2 separate regions of the Mus musculus genome follow, and region 2 is linked to region 1. The links are chromatin contacts, called in public HiChIP or PLAC-seq maps. All regions are on one chromosome and are shown on one strand. The core of a region is the stretch at or near the end of the contact, and the rest is flanking DNA. Distances in the headings are between cores, read along the strand shown. Region 1 holds the start of Borcs6 (BLOC-1 related complex subunit 6). Region 2 has its middle 7.5 kb from the start of Gm40039.

Region 1 (3,472 bases), core at 669-3,168:
GGTAAAGGAGGAAATATGGGGAGGGACAGCTAACACTAAAGGACATTTAAAACCATATGGAAACCTACTATAGAGGCTCCCTAAGACATGTACATATACAAAAGGAATCTAAATGGAGTCACCAAATAGGGAAGACAATGTCCCAACTAAACCTTATGACACCAACTAAAATCTCCACTATCACACCAAATGTCATCTTATTTTGCACACCTTTGGCATGAAGAAGAGGAGGAGAAAGTAATTATAGTAGCAGTAGTAATAGTAGTAGAAAACAAAAGACTTGCAAAAGATGGCTTCTTTTGAAGGAAAAAGAGCTCAAGAAACGAGCAAGGAACACAAGAATAAAGACAGGGCTGGGCATGGTGCCGCACGCCTTTAATCCCAGCACTTGGGAGGCAGAGGCAGGCGAATTTCTGAGTTTGAAGCCAGCCTGGTCTACAAAGGCCCAGGGCTACACAGAGAAACCCTGTCTCGAAAAACAAACAAACAAACAAAACAAAACAAATTTAAAAAAGAATAAAGACAGGGTGAAGGGATGCAAAAAAAAAAAAAAAAAAACAGGAAGATTCTGCAATTACTAGCCACAGTGATTGTGCACACTTTCCACACAGGATTCAGTTTCAAAAACAGGAACAGGTGTCCTTCTGCCTTTAACCCCAGCCAGAACTTGGGAGGCAGAAGCAGAAAGATCTCTGTGATGTGAGTTTGAGGGCAGCCTGGTCTACAAAGCTACTTCCAGGACAGCCGGGGGTATACAAAGATTCTAAACCAAGGAAGAATATTAATTCATTGTTTTGCTAACTAGAAGGGTCCCAGAGCTTTGGCTGTGTTGCAGTTGACGACTTTTCTACCATTTGATTCCTGTCCCACGGCCCTTGGAAAGACTCTCCATCTGTTACAGAAACCACAGTGCCCTGGGAATGTGGCCCGGGGGTCCTGAATCTTCGATCTGGATGTTGTTAATCCTCTCCCTTCTCATTTATTTTAGCCCTGGTGTCTTCTCTCTGTCCTTCCCCCACACTCCGTACCCCAGCGTTTCTTGTTTATATCAAACCTCTTTGCCTCTGAGGTTTCCTCCCTCTGTCAGCAAGCTGAGTTGATGCCCTTGATAGTTCCCATCAGAGACCTTTCCCGACCGAGGCCTCATCTAACTAGTCCTTCTTACTCTCAATCACAGCCCTTTATTTTCCCGAGCGTGCTTATCAAAACGTCTGATTCTTTCACCTATGGAATATTTTCTCTTGTGACAACAAACAAACAAACAACCCTCAATATTATCCTCCAATGAGAGAAATGCTCTACGCAGAGGGGACAGGAGGCCGAAGAGTGACAAAAGCACAGGAAAGTCCACGACCTGCAATTCCCCTGCACAGTGAGTCACTCTGGGCGCTTCAACGATCAGTCTGTCAATGTTTCAAGGATGGAACCAATCAGCCCCGTTCCGCTGGGAATTCCGGCTTTCTCTCTCTTGGCGCTGCTGTTTTTCTTTCTCGGTTTTCTAGCTCGGTTCGGTCCAACCCTGAGCATCCAAGAACCCCTAGAGCTTCCAAAAACGATCCCCGGTGGAGTGCGACTGCTCGGCGGTAATTCCGGACGACACCACCGTGGACATAGAGCCTAAGCTCCGCCCCGGTGGGACTCCGGCGCTCCGGGGCTCGGGTCTTTTAAGACCCGCCCCCTCAACTTTCCGAAGGGGCGGGGCCCCGCGCACAGCTGTCACCCCGGAGCTGCCACCCGACTGGCTTTCACTTGTGTTCTGCAGTTCAATAACAGCCCTCCTCCCGGAACTTCCTGGGGTGGCGACCAATCACAGAGCTCTTCCTGTCCGGACCATTATCATCCGGCTGCCAATCGGCGCGCCTCCGCCAACGCCCCTTAAAGGCGCCGCCGCTGACCGGGGAGCCCGGCGGACGACTCGCGGTTCCGGCCCCCACCCTCAGTATGGAGGCCGCCCAGGGGCGGCTCGGGCCGGAGCCGGAGCTTTCGGTCGGAGCTGAGCACCAGGCCGCGACTTTCAGCGGCAGGCCGTCCCGAACGCCCTCGAAGCCGCCCTCAGTCCGGACGCTGTCCGGGGAGGAAGAGGCTGAGAGCGTTGGGGTCTCGAGCCGTCATCCCCGAGCGTCCCCAAAGACTTGGAGCGGCAGCATCGCCCATGGGCCGGAGCTGGACACTTGGGAGGACAAGCCGAGCTCCCGGGCGACGCCGTCAGGGGCCCGGGGACGCCGGGGGGTGCCAGGTTCCGAGCACGCCCCGCCCCCGTCCTCCTGGTACCCGGAGCCGGAGCCCAGCGAGGATCAGCCCTCCGCTCTGAGGGTCTGCCGTCGAGGGAGCCCCGGAGGCGTCGAGATGAATGTGGAGCTGCCGCAGCAAGAGGGTGACGACGACGACGACGAGGACGAAGAGGCGGCGGCGGGTAGGGCTGGCCGCTCCTTCCCCAGCCGCCTTCAGGACAGCCGCAGCCTGGACGGGCTGAGTGGGGCGTGCGGTGGAGGGGGGTCTTCATCCAGTGGCGAGACCGGCGCGGGCGGAGGACGTCGCGCCACTATCTCCAGCCCCCTAGAGCTGGAGGGCACGGTGAGCCGCCACGGCGACCTTACTCACTTTGTGGCCAACAACCTACAACTCAAGATCCGACTGAGTGGCGCCCCACCACCCGTTCCCCCTGCCTCTGTGCGGCCCTGCCTAACGCCCGCACCCACCCCCACCATCCCTCCCATCGACCCGGACGTGCTGAGGGATCTGGAGCGGCTGAGTCGCGAGCTGGGCGGCCGGGTAGACCGTCTGCTTCGCGGGCTGGGTGGTGCGGTGCAAGAGCTGACAGCGTTGAGTGTGGGCTGTATCCAGACCTACCGCGACGCGGTGGACTCCTTAGGTGAAGCCGTGGACATGAGCATTAAGGGCATGTACACCTTACTTGCGCGCTGCGAGGAGCTGGAACGGGCTTTGCAACCGGTTCAGGGGCTGGCACGCCAAGTCCGAGATATCCGACGCACGCTGGAGGTGTTGGAGGCCCTATGCAAGTGACCAGGAGCATAGAGGAGAGACCATGCGTAACCTGGCCAGACCAGGGTCCAGTAGGACCCTCAGGATTCTTCAAAGAGCCCTGGTGGAAACTGCTTGCTGAGGGGATGCCTGTACGTTAGAGGTTCTTCCACAAGCGTTTAGGAGGCCTGTGCCCATTCTAAGCCTATGGAGTGTGAATGGGGAAGTTGTGAGGATTCTCCTGGTGAAAAGGGATGTAGCTCTGCTTTTATTCAGTTGGCCATCTATAGCTACCCTGTTCTTCCTGACCCTTCTCCCTAAGCTAGAACACCGTCCATGGGAATACAGGCCCTTAGATCTCTGCTGGAGGGTGGGGCAGACACGAATGTGTGATCAGAGAGACCTCAGCCCCGCTGCGGCTATCCGGATCCCAATGGTCACACACCTCAAGTGCCAGGGGCTTTAGGAACTTGAGCGGTTCTTGCCCACA
Region 2 (3,472 bases), core at 667-3,166, 210 kb after region 1:
CACCGTTAGCCGGCTTCCTACACTTGACCTCTAATTGAATTTCCTTGGAAACTCAGTGACAAGATTGATTCCGCCTAATTGAGTCAGAGATGGACTCTGGGTGCCATTCATACTGTCCGTGTCTGCCTGGGGCTCTCTGGGCTGAGGCCCCCAGACTCTCACCATCTTCATCTCAGTAAGGAACCTTTTACTTTAAAGGATCCTGCGGCTCTTTTTGGGGGGAGGCAGGGATAGGGAGGCAGGCCTCAGTGATCAGAGGACAGGAGATGCTTGTTTCTAAATTTGCTTTGTGTTCTTGTTCAGGTGCAATTCTGAGGGAAACAAAACAACCCCAGACCAGAGCGGAAGTCCTGGCTTGCTCAAAAGCAAGTTCAGAGATGAGTACAATGTACAATGTCGTCTGGCTTCTAGGAAGTCGGCGACTTAAACTTTTCTTCTTCTCCTTCAGTGTTCCTGGTATGACTCAGTAACGCAAAGGCAAGTGAGGGAAATGTGGGGGCTGCTGGGCTGTCGATCGCACGGCACTAAGTTCCAGGTAGACAGCAGAGAGACGCTCTGGGTGCCGATGTGTGGTAGGGTGGTCACAGACTTTAACTACATATCCCGAAAAGCTAGAGAAAGAAGCGTGGGTTAACAACCGAGATCAAGAGCCCTTCCCCCACCCCTTGGGTTATTGGGATAAAGGTTAAAAATTGTCAGGAAAGAAAATGATGAAGTCTTTTACTGTGGGTCAAATCCTTGTCACAAGCACCCCGCACACATTCCCCCCCCCTTTCAAAAGATGAAATCTCTCTGGTGGGGTAAATGGGAGACCTTATTGATCGCTGTCAGACTTTTCCCAATGCCCTGCTGAAGCAGCAGCTGCCAAGGCCAAAGCCAAGCACCGATCCCAGGACCCACAGAGAGGAAGGCTGGAGCAGGAACCACAGAAGCCATCTCCTCAGTTCTTGAGTCCGCTGATACCGCGAGTGCTATCGCCACTTCTGCTGAAGGACCTGCGGCCATTTCCAGAGGCAGTGGGAGCTGACAATCAAGTCGCCTGAGTTATTTATCCTGCTGTGGCCACGGCAATCACTGACAGTGTTAAAAGCCCTTGTAGCTACCTGAGGGAGATTCAAAGCTGGACAATGACACTGGGAGGAGACTTTAAACCTGTTGCAGACATCCCACAGACACTTCCTTTCCATTGAGGGGAGCTAACATGGCTGTCTTGCCTACCACTCTAAGACTGGAGACTTTTGGGAGCCTCTGTCTACGCTGTGCCAGCTTCAGAGGACCCTCAGAGGACCAGATCCACTGCATCTTCAGATAGCCCCTCCTACAGGTGACAACCCAGTGAGGAAGAAGCCCCCATGACAGCTAGTAAAAGCACTGGCAGATGAAGGATGCTTCTCTAGCAGCCTGGGAGCCCTCCCTTCTATAAACTACCTAATTTCATCACAGAAGGGTTTTTCTAGTCATCTTTTGTCTTTATCACAGGTAGAACAGGTCAAACTAGTTGCATGAAGTACAGGCGATTCCTGGGGCGGCTAGTTCCAAGCACACTAGCACCCCGCCCCCAGAGGGGTACAGAAGAGCCCAGGCAAGAGCTGTGAGCAGAGACTTCCAAAAACAAGAGACTCCCGAAGACCAGAGGTAAGCCCTTGCCCCGGAAGCACTCATGGGTCCTGACAGCCATCAAGATGCTATCCAAAGCTGCAACACCAAGGACTGAGGGCCTAACAGAGCTAGAGTTACAGCACTGGCGAGCACGGAGCTGTAGCTCGATGAGAAAGGTGTTCTTAAACCCTCGGCATCTCCTTATAGATGCCGGCAGAACAGCTCCACAATTAAATGAAAGCAATCCTCTCCAAAGACAGTGACCATCTCACAGAGTAAAGAGAAACACTTCAGACACCTAGAACACCAGGGGGCGTATGTGAGGCGTTGGTTTCCTTTACCTGATACATCAGTCCTTCCGCAGACCAGTGTCCTCTGACTCAGTCCAGTTTTATCTGCAGATGGCATCAGATCCCGCAGGCGACTGACCCACCATACAGCATAGCTGAGCCTTCAGATTCACTGCCTGTAAATCCCCGAGAAGAAACGCTTACATAGAGAGAGAGACCCACTCACCGCAGAATCACAAGCAATGAGGATATCATGTGGTTTAAGATAAAGCAAAGTCTAACTACAGCAATCTGGAAGCCAGAAGGTGTGATTGATTAGCTAAGGATCCCATGCCTGAATCATGGTAACTGATTTAATATCATATACCAGGATCTGGGCATTTGTTTCATTCCCTAAATTTAAAATGACTTCCTATACCTCCCAGGCAGCTAGTTAGCTGGTTTAGGGCATCATCAAAGAAAATGAAGACGCTGAGTGTGATGGCACATGCCTGGGGCTCTAATACTGGAGATGGTCACACAGGCATCACAAATTTGAGGGCAGCCCACACTTCCTGAAGAGATTCTGTCAGAGGAAGAAGTGGAGGAGAAGGAGAGGAGGAGGAGGAGACAAAAAAAAAGTAAAGAGATAAAAGAACAGTAGAAAGTGGGGCTGGCTAACTCCATGCCAACCAGAAAACAACAGAGGAAGGGGAGGGCAATACCCCAGCTAGACACTATGTGCTAGCAAGGAAAGTCTCCATTACCAGGAGTGTTTACTTGTTTTTGACTTGTTGGCTAATGGGATCGCACAGACCTTCAAGAATCACAAACTATCACCAACCCTCTCATTTACCCCCCCCAAATATGACAGTAAGACCCTAATGATCAAATACACTGTATGAAATCTTTTTTTAAAAAAAATGTAAGAGTTGGAGAGTAGTTGGCTTAGTAGTTAAGAGCACGTGTAGGACCTGTGTTTAATTCCCAGCACCTACATGGTGTCTCACAACCATCTGTTAACTCCAGTTACAGGGAATCTCAGGTACACACACGGTACACATACATGCATGCAGGTAAGCACTCATACATTTAAAAAGGTATTTATGGGACTTAGCAATAAAATCATGGTGTTTTCCTAAAGGATAAAGAAAGAGGGATATCAATGGCAGACGCTCCGTCCGAGCTCACTGGTGCTGCACCTTGGTTCTCTGAGCATCCCCTAACACTTGTAAAACATGACAGCTTGCTTTCTTCCTTTTCTCTGATTATATCATTCTTCCTCCAACACGGAAGCTTTGTTAGAATTTTTAGAGCCAAGTTAAATAGGGGTGATGGTCCTTGTCGTGCCCATTTTAAAGAGGAATAATTCATGGTTCCCCATTAAGGGTAATTCTGACTTTTGCTTTTAAACAGTCTTTTTGTCATGTTAAAGAGACAACCTTTTATTGCTTCTAGGAAGCATTTGAATGAAGAATCCCCTTTGGGTATCCATGGAATTAACTGTGTGTATTTTTACAATAGTTTTCCAGGAGTATTATTGGTTATGCTCACACTTGAGCCTTTAGGAGTGAAAAAAAATAGAAATAGTAAAAAGTGTGTTC

What was found. HiChIP or PLAC-seq counts read pairs in DNA pulled down with a chosen protein or histone mark.
Region 2: a contact with region 1 is called in an H3K4me3 HiChIP or PLAC-seq map of bone marrow-derived macrophages, with 2.2 times the contacts expected there. The contact joins the enhancer-like site here to the promoter of Borcs6 in region 1. A contact is called at or near these places in 1 of 484 Hi-C or Micro-C datasets (uterus), 3 of 115 datasets of contacts at active chromatin or transcription factors (bone marrow-derived macrophages, effector CD8 T cells and memory CD8 T cells) and 1 of 9 other capture datasets (adipose tissue).

Annotation. Positions count from the first base shown.
Region 1 is chr11:69,057,857-69,061,328 of GRCm38.p6, forward strand. It overlaps Borcs6 (BLOC-1 related complex subunit 6), which reads left to right and starts at 1,919. Exons shown (of 1, transcript NM_028005.3): 1 at 1,919-3,472. The coding sequence starts at 1,942. The coding sequence ends at 3,024.
Region 2 is chr11:69,267,850-69,271,321 of GRCm38.p6, forward strand. No RefSeq gene overlaps it. Among named protein-coding and RNA genes, the nearest start is that of Gm40039, 7.5 kb to the left of the region's middle. Within about 2 kb of position 1,917, at least 25 of the 459 cell types and tissues checked have an H3K27ac peak or open chromatin away from gene starts, as enhancers often do. A contact at or near this core is called in bone marrow-derived macrophages, where this site is marked.